Regions from separate parts of the Arachis hypogaea genome. Here region 2 is linked to region 1. The links are chromatin contacts, called in public Hi-C maps. All regions are on one chromosome and are shown on one strand. Each heading gives the region's core, a stretch centred on a gene start, on an enhancer-like site or on the middle of the called end of the contact. The rest is flanking DNA. Distances are from core to core; before and after follow the strand shown. Region 1 holds the start of LOC112784371 (protein STICHEL). Region 2 has its middle 13 kb from the start of LOC140183305.

The links. Hi-C and Micro-C count contacts between places; a contact is called where the count stands out from the background.
Region 2: a contact with region 1 is called in a Hi-C map of leaf, with 3 times the contacts expected there. The contact joins the enhancer-like site here to the promoter of LOC112784371 in region 1. A contact is called at or near these places in 2 of 8 Hi-C or Micro-C datasets (both in leaf).

What each region holds. Positions count from the first base shown.
Region 1 is chr20:132,110,632-132,115,614 of arahy.Tifrunner.gnm2.J5K5, reverse strand. LOC112784371 (protein STICHEL) reads left to right here and starts at 3,053. Exons shown (of 7, transcript XM_025827549.3): 1 at 3,053-3,684.
Region 2 is chr20:132,226,263-132,231,245 of arahy.Tifrunner.gnm2.J5K5, reverse strand. No RefSeq gene overlaps it. Among protein-coding and RNA genes, the nearest start is that of LOC140183305, 13 kb to the right of the region's middle. Within about 2 kb of position 3,010, at least 3 of the 3 cell types and tissues checked have open chromatin away from gene starts, as enhancers often do.

The sequences.
Region 1 (4,983 bases), core at 1,804-4,303:
TAAAAGTAGTATAGAAATTTAATTAAAAAAAATATGTATAAAGATCTAATTATAAATTTAATAAAATTATAAAAACTAACAAAATAATTAAACCTTCTTTATGTTTTTATTTGCTTCTCTTGTTGTTTGGACAAAAAAAAAAAACATTAACAAAAAAAATTGAATCTTTATTTATTCTACTGATTTAAAATTAAAATTTGTATAAAATTAATAGGTGAAATGAGACCAATCTCACCTTAAAGAAATCGTATTACCTTCATAAAAAAACTAATAAAAAATTTCACTTGCATAACTATTTTAATAAAATAATTTAAAAAATATCTCAAAATTTTATTTTATTTTAATTTTATCCTAAAAGATTTTGATTCACATCAAATATACTCTTAACAACTAAATTTTAAAAAAAATTAAGATTAATCCAATAATAATATATGATAATTATATTTGATTTGCTTGTGTTGATGATTATTCTTTTAAAATTGTTGCTGAATTAGTCCTAATTTTTTTGAAAAATTAGTCGTCAAAGGTATATTTGATGCAAATAAAAAATTTTTAGGATAAAATTGAAACAAAATAAAACTTAGGAGTATTTTTTTAAAATTTTTAGCAAATTTCAAAGATAAAAAAAATACTTTACCCAATAATTAAAAATAACATAGAATTTTAAAGTTACGTTTAGAAGGAAGACTGAGACTAATAGACAGAGACTGAGACACAGAAAATTGAGATATAGAAACTAAATTAAATTTTTATATTATATTTAGTATAAAATATACTAAACTGAGTAATATCTCAATATCATGTTTAATTTATAATAAATACAAAAATGAGGGGAAGGGAAAGATTGATTTAAAATTTGAAAAGTTAAATAACAATATGTTTGAAAAAAAAAATTTAGTTTTAGTCACTAACAACTAAACACAATACTCAGTTTCAATTTCACAATCTGAATCTGAAAAACAAACACAACCTAATTTGAATTGAGACCAAGTATTGGAATAGTAAATCTTTTTTTTTAATTATTATTTATGACATATAATTTCATAACTGTTAATGTGTTATTTTATAAAGGTTTAATTATTTCTGTTAGTCCTTATATTTTCATTGAATTTTCAGTTAGGTCCTATACTTTGTAATTAAGACCATGTCATGACAAAATACTAGAATTAATGGAATATTTTGTTAAACGAAATGAATATGCCTAACATCTGACAGAATATTCTATATAATTTAATAAAAAATTATGTTAATTTCAATGTTCTTATTATGATAAGGACTTAGTTACAAAATCTGATATGGTATAAGAATTTAATTAAAAAGAAAAAAAATATAAAAATCTAATTAAAAATTCGATAAAATTATAAGGATTGATAAAATAATTAAATTTTTTATAAATTTAAAATAAGATTGAACTTAAAATTAACATTGGAGATATTTTTGGTAATAATAATGATATATTGCTTTTTCTTGCTATAATTCTTAATAATTTATTTGGATTGAATATTGTAAGTTACATATTTAGGAAAAAAATAGTAACATATTTTTTAAAAAGATACAAAATAATTATTTTTGTAAGAGAAATATTAGAAAGCACTCAAAATTTATTTTTTTAGCTATTATTTAGTGATTAATATAATTTTTTAGTCTAATTTTTTTAGTTTAAAAATTTAATAATATATTTTATTCTATATTTTTAAATATCGATAATTAACTAATAATAAAAAATAATAAATTTTAATAATATTTAATATTTTTGATATAAAATAATAATTAAAATTATATGGCTCATGAGTACTAAAATCGTATAAATATGGGGTTGGGTTTCATATTATATATATATAGGCTTTTATGTTATAAGTACGTGGGCAAAAATCAATTTTGAATGTTAAGAGTTAGGAAATTGTTATGGTATTTAACAGGGGTGTGTATGGGTCGGGTGGAATCGGGTTTGATGTGATTTCGATCCAACCCGAAATATATACCGGGCCTATTTATTAGATCCGAACTCAGTCTTAAACCCGATTATACCGGATAAAAATTGGGTGAAAACCGGGCCGTTAACATTACATTTTCTTGATACCTTCTTATAAGCTAGCATGTGAAAATATCCAAATTTCTAAAACTCCAACTATTATTTGACATGGTAAAATTCACTTAGAAAAATATAACAAAAACCAACTCTTCTCTAAAATTAAAGTATAATCATAATCAATACTAAATTGTCTAATAACACCAAATATTTAAATCAATATAAATAACACAATATTATGCATTAGTCTAAAATCTTATGCATTTTAAACATAAAATATTAACTTATAGTCTTATAATAACTAATGACACAAAATATTAAAGTTTACAATACTTAAATTTCACATAAGAATAGCCATCATCCATCACTAATAACATAAAATATTAATTGTGTATGATGACCGGACCATCGGACCGACTTCGGATGGCCCGAGCCATAGTCCGGACCCGACCCGAAATAATGATTGGGTCTATTTTTGAGACCCTTACCCGACTCTAAACCCGGTGAAATCACACAAAAATATCTCCTAAAGTGTTCGGAGCCGAACCAGGTATTCGAACGGGTCGGACCATACACACCCCTAGTGTTTAAAAATATTTGTTTAACTTATTAAAAATTAATATTTAATTTTAAAATATAAAAATAAATAATTATTAAATATTTAAATTTTATCATAAAAAATAAATTAAGTAAAAATTAGACACTAAATTATAAGCACTGTAAAATTTGTCCAAAAATTAATTTATGTAACACCAAAAATTGAGTCCGTGAGTGTATAGAGAAAAGAAATATATGATGTCTTCTTTATGATTATTTCGTTTGTAATATACTGAATTACTGCGAATTACTGATATAGAAAAGAGTTATAGTTTTATGTTAATGAAGGAAAAAATATTATTTTTTATGTAGCTTATTATCTCCACATATAAGAAAAAATGTTATATGTATCATCTTTTTATATTTGGTAAAATTGTAAATTCTTTCGCTTAGTCAACAAATCTTCCATATTTTCCCAAAATTGTTAGTTCATTCCATGTTTCTCATTTCCAAAATTTGCGATTTATTAAATGTGATTCCCTAACACATGCGACCTTCCACTAACAAGGGGGTCTTCTTGACAAGAACGACCAGAACCAAGAGGAAGAAGACGGAAAAAGAGTTGTCATCGTCAAAATATTTTTATTGAATGGACTATATGACACGCATTAATATTTGAAGTTGCATCTTCCTCGTAGTAATACTGATCCTCCCTCTAAAGTCTCAACTTTCTTTACAACACAGTCATCTCCCTACTCCCTCTGCTGCTTCCTCTCCCTACACCCTCTCCACGCTCTCTCCCTCTGCACCTCGTTTACCTCACCTTCACCGAACCCTAGAACCGCCGCAAACTCCATCATTCACCCTCCATTACTCTCTCTCTCTCTCTCTCTCTCTCTCTCTCTCTCTCTCTCTCTCTCTCTCTAAACTCCATTTCCAAACCTCCTCAACGAAACCCTAGCACCGCGCTCTGCCGTCCACCACGTCGCACGGATCTGCTTCGTTCGCTTCCTGTTGCTCACTTCTGCTCTGCCACGTCCACTCCGCCGCGTTCTCATCTGCTTCGCCGCGTCCGCCTCTTCTCCGCGGCGTCCTTCTCTTCTCCGACGCGTTCAATGGTGAGCTACTCTCTCTTAGTTTTTCTTTTTATTTCTCCCTTTTTCATTTCCTAATCACATTCCCGGAGTGTTATACTCATCAAAGAATAGATCAAGATATAAGCACCTACTTTTTTTTATATAATTTATGTTCACATTGTAGTGTTGTCAAACTAAATTAATTCCTCGTGATCTCTATTCTTTAGATTTGTGAAAAAGAGTTGAATACTGCTGCATCCTTGTTCTCTAGTCCAATGGTGAACTTCTTTTTGGATCTTGTAGCTTGTTGCGGGGCATAAATAAAATTATGCAAGGATCAGGAATGTTAATACACATGCGTATTTTCTAAATTGATTAATATGCACTGATTAATGGTAATTAATATTAGTTGCTAAAATTGGAATTAGCATGGTATATGTAGCAGCGAACTATAAGTTTTTGCAAAATTCATAGTTTTCTTTTTGATACAGTTTACAGCTGTAAAGAGAGAACTATAATTTGGATCTGAAATTCCTGTGTTGACTAAAAGTTGCTAATGGATCAGGGGAGGAAAAACACACATACAACATATCTGAAAAATTTTGTCGTTCAAATGATTACATTATTTTCAAGGTTTTACAATATGATGATAACTGGCATAAGGAATGGTGAGTTTAAAAGATTTTTACATGATCTCAATTTGATGCTGCTGATCTCATTTTTCCTTTGCAAGTTTAATTACACTTATTTGTGATTTTGTTTATGTTTCCTCCTTTGATGATGATAGATGAAGAGGATGTTTGTCAATTAAGTCGTATTCAGTGATCTGATTAATGAAAGGGTTTATTTTATTTAACCTGTACGTTTTATGCTAAGGCATATGCATAGGTATTTATGCTCTTTTTCTTTCCCGGTTCTGGTAAATGAGAAAAACCTTGCATGAGCTAAAATTTTAGCATATAATTGGATAAAAAATAGATATATAAATCACATCCTGGTTATTGCATGAACTAAAAATTGTTAATTGTTTGGGTTATTAGTGTCATGTTATATTTGATCTAGGATAAATTTAAATATTGTTTTTCAATAATTCAATAGCACCTAATGCAGGGTCAAATTAATAATATCCTGGGTGTTCCAGGAGCTGCACATAAGCTAAAATTTTGGCAATTCAGTTGGAGCAACCAGGGTAATAAGGTTGATTTGGATCATTACAATTATCCTGAGTTTCCGTTTTGTATGCTAAGGTATATGCATACGCATTTATGCTCGTTTTCTTTGTTCTGGTAAATAAAAAAATAGAATTGAGGTTTCAAGGAAAATGATACTGTAAGTTATATT
Region 2 (4,983 bases), core at 1,761-4,260, 120 kb before region 1:
GGACTTTCTCTTTATCCTCCCTCAAAACACATTTCACCAGGAAGTAGTCATTTCATACATCTAGGATCTCATATCCTCCTTTAAATTTCCAAATATATCTGAGTTTATGCGACAAGACTATGTAACTAAAATATTTTCCTATCACCTTGACCACAACGGAGTCATTATAGGGTTCCGCTAGAGCCCTTCTCCCTTCCTCAGAGAAAGTGACCTTAGGTCTCCCCCCTCGACCTCCTTCAACCACGGCTACACGGTACCCACCCAAAGAGTCATCAATGACTAAGGGTTTTGGGGTCGACAAACTAACCACCTTATCCCTAAAAGAAATCTTAGGTCCAGTAGCTTTTGTCGTGAATTGTCTCCCCATGTGTTGCTTCCATCCTCTCTTGCTTCCTTCCCCATGCCTCCTACATCCTTTTGAAAAGTGACCGGTCCTAGATTTTTTTCTTTGGCCTTTCCCGATGGATCGACCTACACCGCCACTCCCTTTCTTCCCCCCCCCCTCCAAAAGGAATTAATAATTTAGACCATGTAAGAGAAGATGTTGAATAGTAATAAATCACACTTTACAAAAAAAAAATTGAAAAGATTCATTATTTTTTTTTGTGACGTGAATTTAATTAATTACTTCCTAAATTTATTTCTTATTCTTAAATTATCTATCTCTTTTATTTTTTAAATTTATTAAAAAAATTGATGTATCTAAATATGATTTTGCCTAAATATATTAACTTTTAATAAATAAATAATGAAGGAACAGTTCCTTCTAGAAAGAGGGAAGAATTGTATATCGAACTCTTTGTTTTTAAAAAATAAAAAATGAATGCCACAATGGACACTTAGCATGGATATTGTTCATTTTATGTCTGAATACAAGACTCCACTAAGAAACTTGATTGTAATTGTCATTTTAATTTGATTGTGAACCTATTCCATGTATAGAAATCGTCAATTACATCAAAAGCAATGTGTGTGGTCCTCCAAAAGCTACCTTTGATCGACCAATTTTAATATATAAGGTTTAATGTACCTGTTGCCAGAAAAAAGGGAAAGCTTAACATTAATGTTAGCTCCTAAATGTGTTATTGTTAATAAAAGGGTTGTCATTTTTTTCCCCTGGCAGTGTCAAATCTTATATAACTGCTTAGACAGAATTTTTGTGGGGACAAAAAAAATTTTAACACAAAAGTATACAATAGCATTTATATTAAATGAAATTTATAAATATAAATATTTTTTAATTAGAAAAAACTACCAAAAATACACTTAAATTATTTTGTTGTTGACAAAAATATTTTCGAATTTTGTTATCGACAAAAATACTCTCAAATAATTTAAAAACGTGTCAAAGATATACCTCTGTGAATTGAGCCGTACTACGTTAATGAAAATAACGGTATTTTTGTCATTTTTAAATAATTTAAAGATATTTTTTGTTGATAATATAAATTGACAGTATTTTTGTTAACACCAAAATAATCCGAGTGTATTTTTATAATTTACCTTTTAAAGTATGACACTGATATATTAATAAACGAATAATTTTACAAATAAAAGTTATAAAATACTTTAAAATAATACTCTTTAAATCTTAAGTAGCTTGACATTTTTAATAATTGAAATATAAACTTAACTTTTCAATATTTTTTATCAATATAAATAGCCAAAATTAAATGAATATTTGAATGCCTCTATCTAGAAAATTCCAATCAAAGAATTCATAATTCATAAAAAATAAAATAATATTAAATTAAGTAAAAAAAAAAAACAAAGCTTTAACGATAGTAACTGAAAATTAGAAAGGGGACAAGAAAATGTATTCATGGAGGCAAAAGTTTTTCTGGGTTTATCGTTTATTTAATTGATTTTTTATAATTAGTTAAAATTTGAATGAGTATGAATTCGAATCACAGGTGTTCAAACTACTAATGTTTATATAAAAACTTTTGGGGTGTGAGGGGCATGCCCCATGGTCATAACAAAGCTCTGATTGAAAAAAATTTTCTACATCATCTCCTAATTTGACAAGGTTTGTTGTTGTCCAATTAATTTTGAATTTTTGACACTTGTTTAGTAGATTAGTGATTAAATCAAATCAATTTTTTTTAGTTTTTTACTCTATCTTTTATTCTGATAGGCTAATGACTAATCAATCATTTTGTTTTAATTGTCCATAGTATTCTAAAATTCGACAAGTCAAAGATTAATCTATCGCGGATTTGAGCTCCATTTAAGGATCTGTCATTGGCCAATGAGGTACTGCATGCACAAGGTGAAATTTAAACTCTCAACACTTAGTCTAAGCGGACGAGCAAGCTGACTACCCAACTAACCAAGTTGGTTTTGTTTAGGGATGGCAACACCACCCGAACCCGCGGGTACCCACCCTGCCCCTACCCGCTCGGGGCAGGTATTATCTGCCCCGCACCGAGACGGGTTTTTAGCGGGGCAGGTTCTTGAGAGGAGCAGGACAGGTCGGGTTTAGGTAATACCCGCTCCGGTATATATATAATATATATAATTTTAATATATATTATGTGTAATATATATAAAATAATTAGTAAATGATTAATAATATTATATCATATTTAAATTTTTACTTTAATTTATGTTATATATGTGATGGTGGTTAGTGGTTACATAAATTTTGAAATTTAATTTTATTTATTAGATTTTAATAATTATAGGGTGGGGCGGGTACCCGCAGGGGCGGGTTAGGATTCAACGTTTTACTACCGTGGATAGAAACGGGACGGATTCTATGTGAATTGTTGTACGGCGGGACGGGGTCGGGTAGAGCAAAAACCCGCCCCTGCCCGCCGGTTGCCACCCTAGTTTTGTTGATTCAAATTTAATCCTTTCTTTAATTGTTTTTTCTCTGACCCAAATTTAATCTCATTTTTTTTGGGACTTCAAGCCAACATTAATCTCAACAGTAACTGTGTGCCATATAAGGCCTAGACGAATTTGGTGGGCTTACACATCAGCGACTTTGATTTCAAAGAAACCATTTTGGAGTGGACTATATAATAGATGTTGGACTTTTTAATACCGCCTTCTACGATGATAGTTTTGGAGCCCCCATTTTTAATCCCCAGCATGTTTTTTTTTTTTTTTTTTTGAGTGATATCCAAATTAGTTTCTATAAAAAATTGATAATTTGTCTCTTACTTGATTTAGAAGATTAGGAGATCAATTTTTTTGTGGAAAAAATAGAGTACAACTACAAAGAAAATTTTGGTAGCTACAACCTTTCCCTTTTAAGAATATTAAAAGAATTAGTTTCTAATTGAATAAATACATAAATCAATTTTTATTTTAAAATTTTAGACAATTTAATTAACCACTCTAATTTTTATGACTTTTTAAAAAAATTAGATATTAATTTTCTAATATTTTAAAATAACATGAATCAATTTGTCAATTTTTTTGGGGGGTCAGAGATTAACTTGACCAATTTGGGATTTTAGACTTTCTTTTATTTTTCTATATGAGAAACGACGAAGTACGTGCTAATTCTTTTTTAGACCGCAGTGTACTAAACTTCTAAAATATTAAGATATGTGTTTAAAAGAAAATAATGTTTTATATATTATTATGGACTACAAAGTACAAAGTACAAACCCAATTGTATTGTCATTTTTGGGGCTTATCCAACAACATATACTTACAAATAAAATTAACAATTTACCCCCCAAAAAAAAAAATTCTAATTTGTATTCACATACAAACTAATATAATTAATAAAATCATCAAAAAAAAATAATTCTAATTTTCATCAACATACACTAATTAATATCATTATTAAAATTATCCAAAAAATTATCATTTCTATTATCATACTAACAAATATAATTAATAATATTATTAAACATAATATAATTATAAACATAATATTATAATTAAAATAATATAATTATTAATATACTAACTAATAATATTATTAAATATATAAAATAAATATTTCTTAAAATTATCCAAAAAATATTATTATTAACAAACTAATATTATTAACAAATATCAAGAAAAAAACGTGCTGGTCCCAAAAATTACCAAAAAATATTACCCAACATTATTAATTCTAATTTCTCTAATATCAAATTCCCAAAAAAAAAAATCCATTACTATTATTAATGAATAAACATCATTAAGCAACAACATTAACATTATTTAATTAAAATAAACGTCATTTAAACAACAACACTACCCTTTCATGTTAAGGTTTAAGGATACTAATGCTGCTCGTGACTCGTGAGACCATTGAATCTAATTAAGAAACCTAAACCTGCACAAGATTTTATTGTCGTACTCTCTAGGCTTTAGCTAGCTTGCTAGCTATATATAGCTCCATACATGATACATGCATGTTCACACAATCGCATGATCTCTTACTTAGAACTTAATTACGTTAATTTGCCAAATTGAAGTCTAATACTGCCAAAAATCACGAATTTCATCTAACACGATGCAGCCTACCACACTTTACACCTTACTATCGATATCTATGTTCACACCGAAATTGTATCGTTTTATTTAATAAAATAATACTGGTAGTGGCTTAACATGCATGTTTAATTTAGCCCTCTTTTTGTTTTGCATTAAAACACAGAAAGAAAAAGGAAAACAATTAAGTAGAAAAAACTAGATACTAAAAAAGTTGAAATGACTAGTATATATTGAGTCTTAATAGTATGGTAATGAGAAAATACAGGGTCAACACACTTACCAACCAACTTAAACAACTTTTTTATTAATTAAGTTTAACTTTTTTAAAAAGAAAAGTATAAGTAACCAACAAGATTTTTGAACAATGTGTAAATAATGTAAATTAATAGGATTAAAAGAGTAAATTTAATTAGTAGCATTAAATTAGGGTGTAGTGTATTTTCATTTGATTGGTGGTTGTTTATGTTGTTCAAAATAGTCATTGTTTATCTAGCACTCTCCTTTTTAAAAATCAGATTTTGAATAATTAAGATTAGG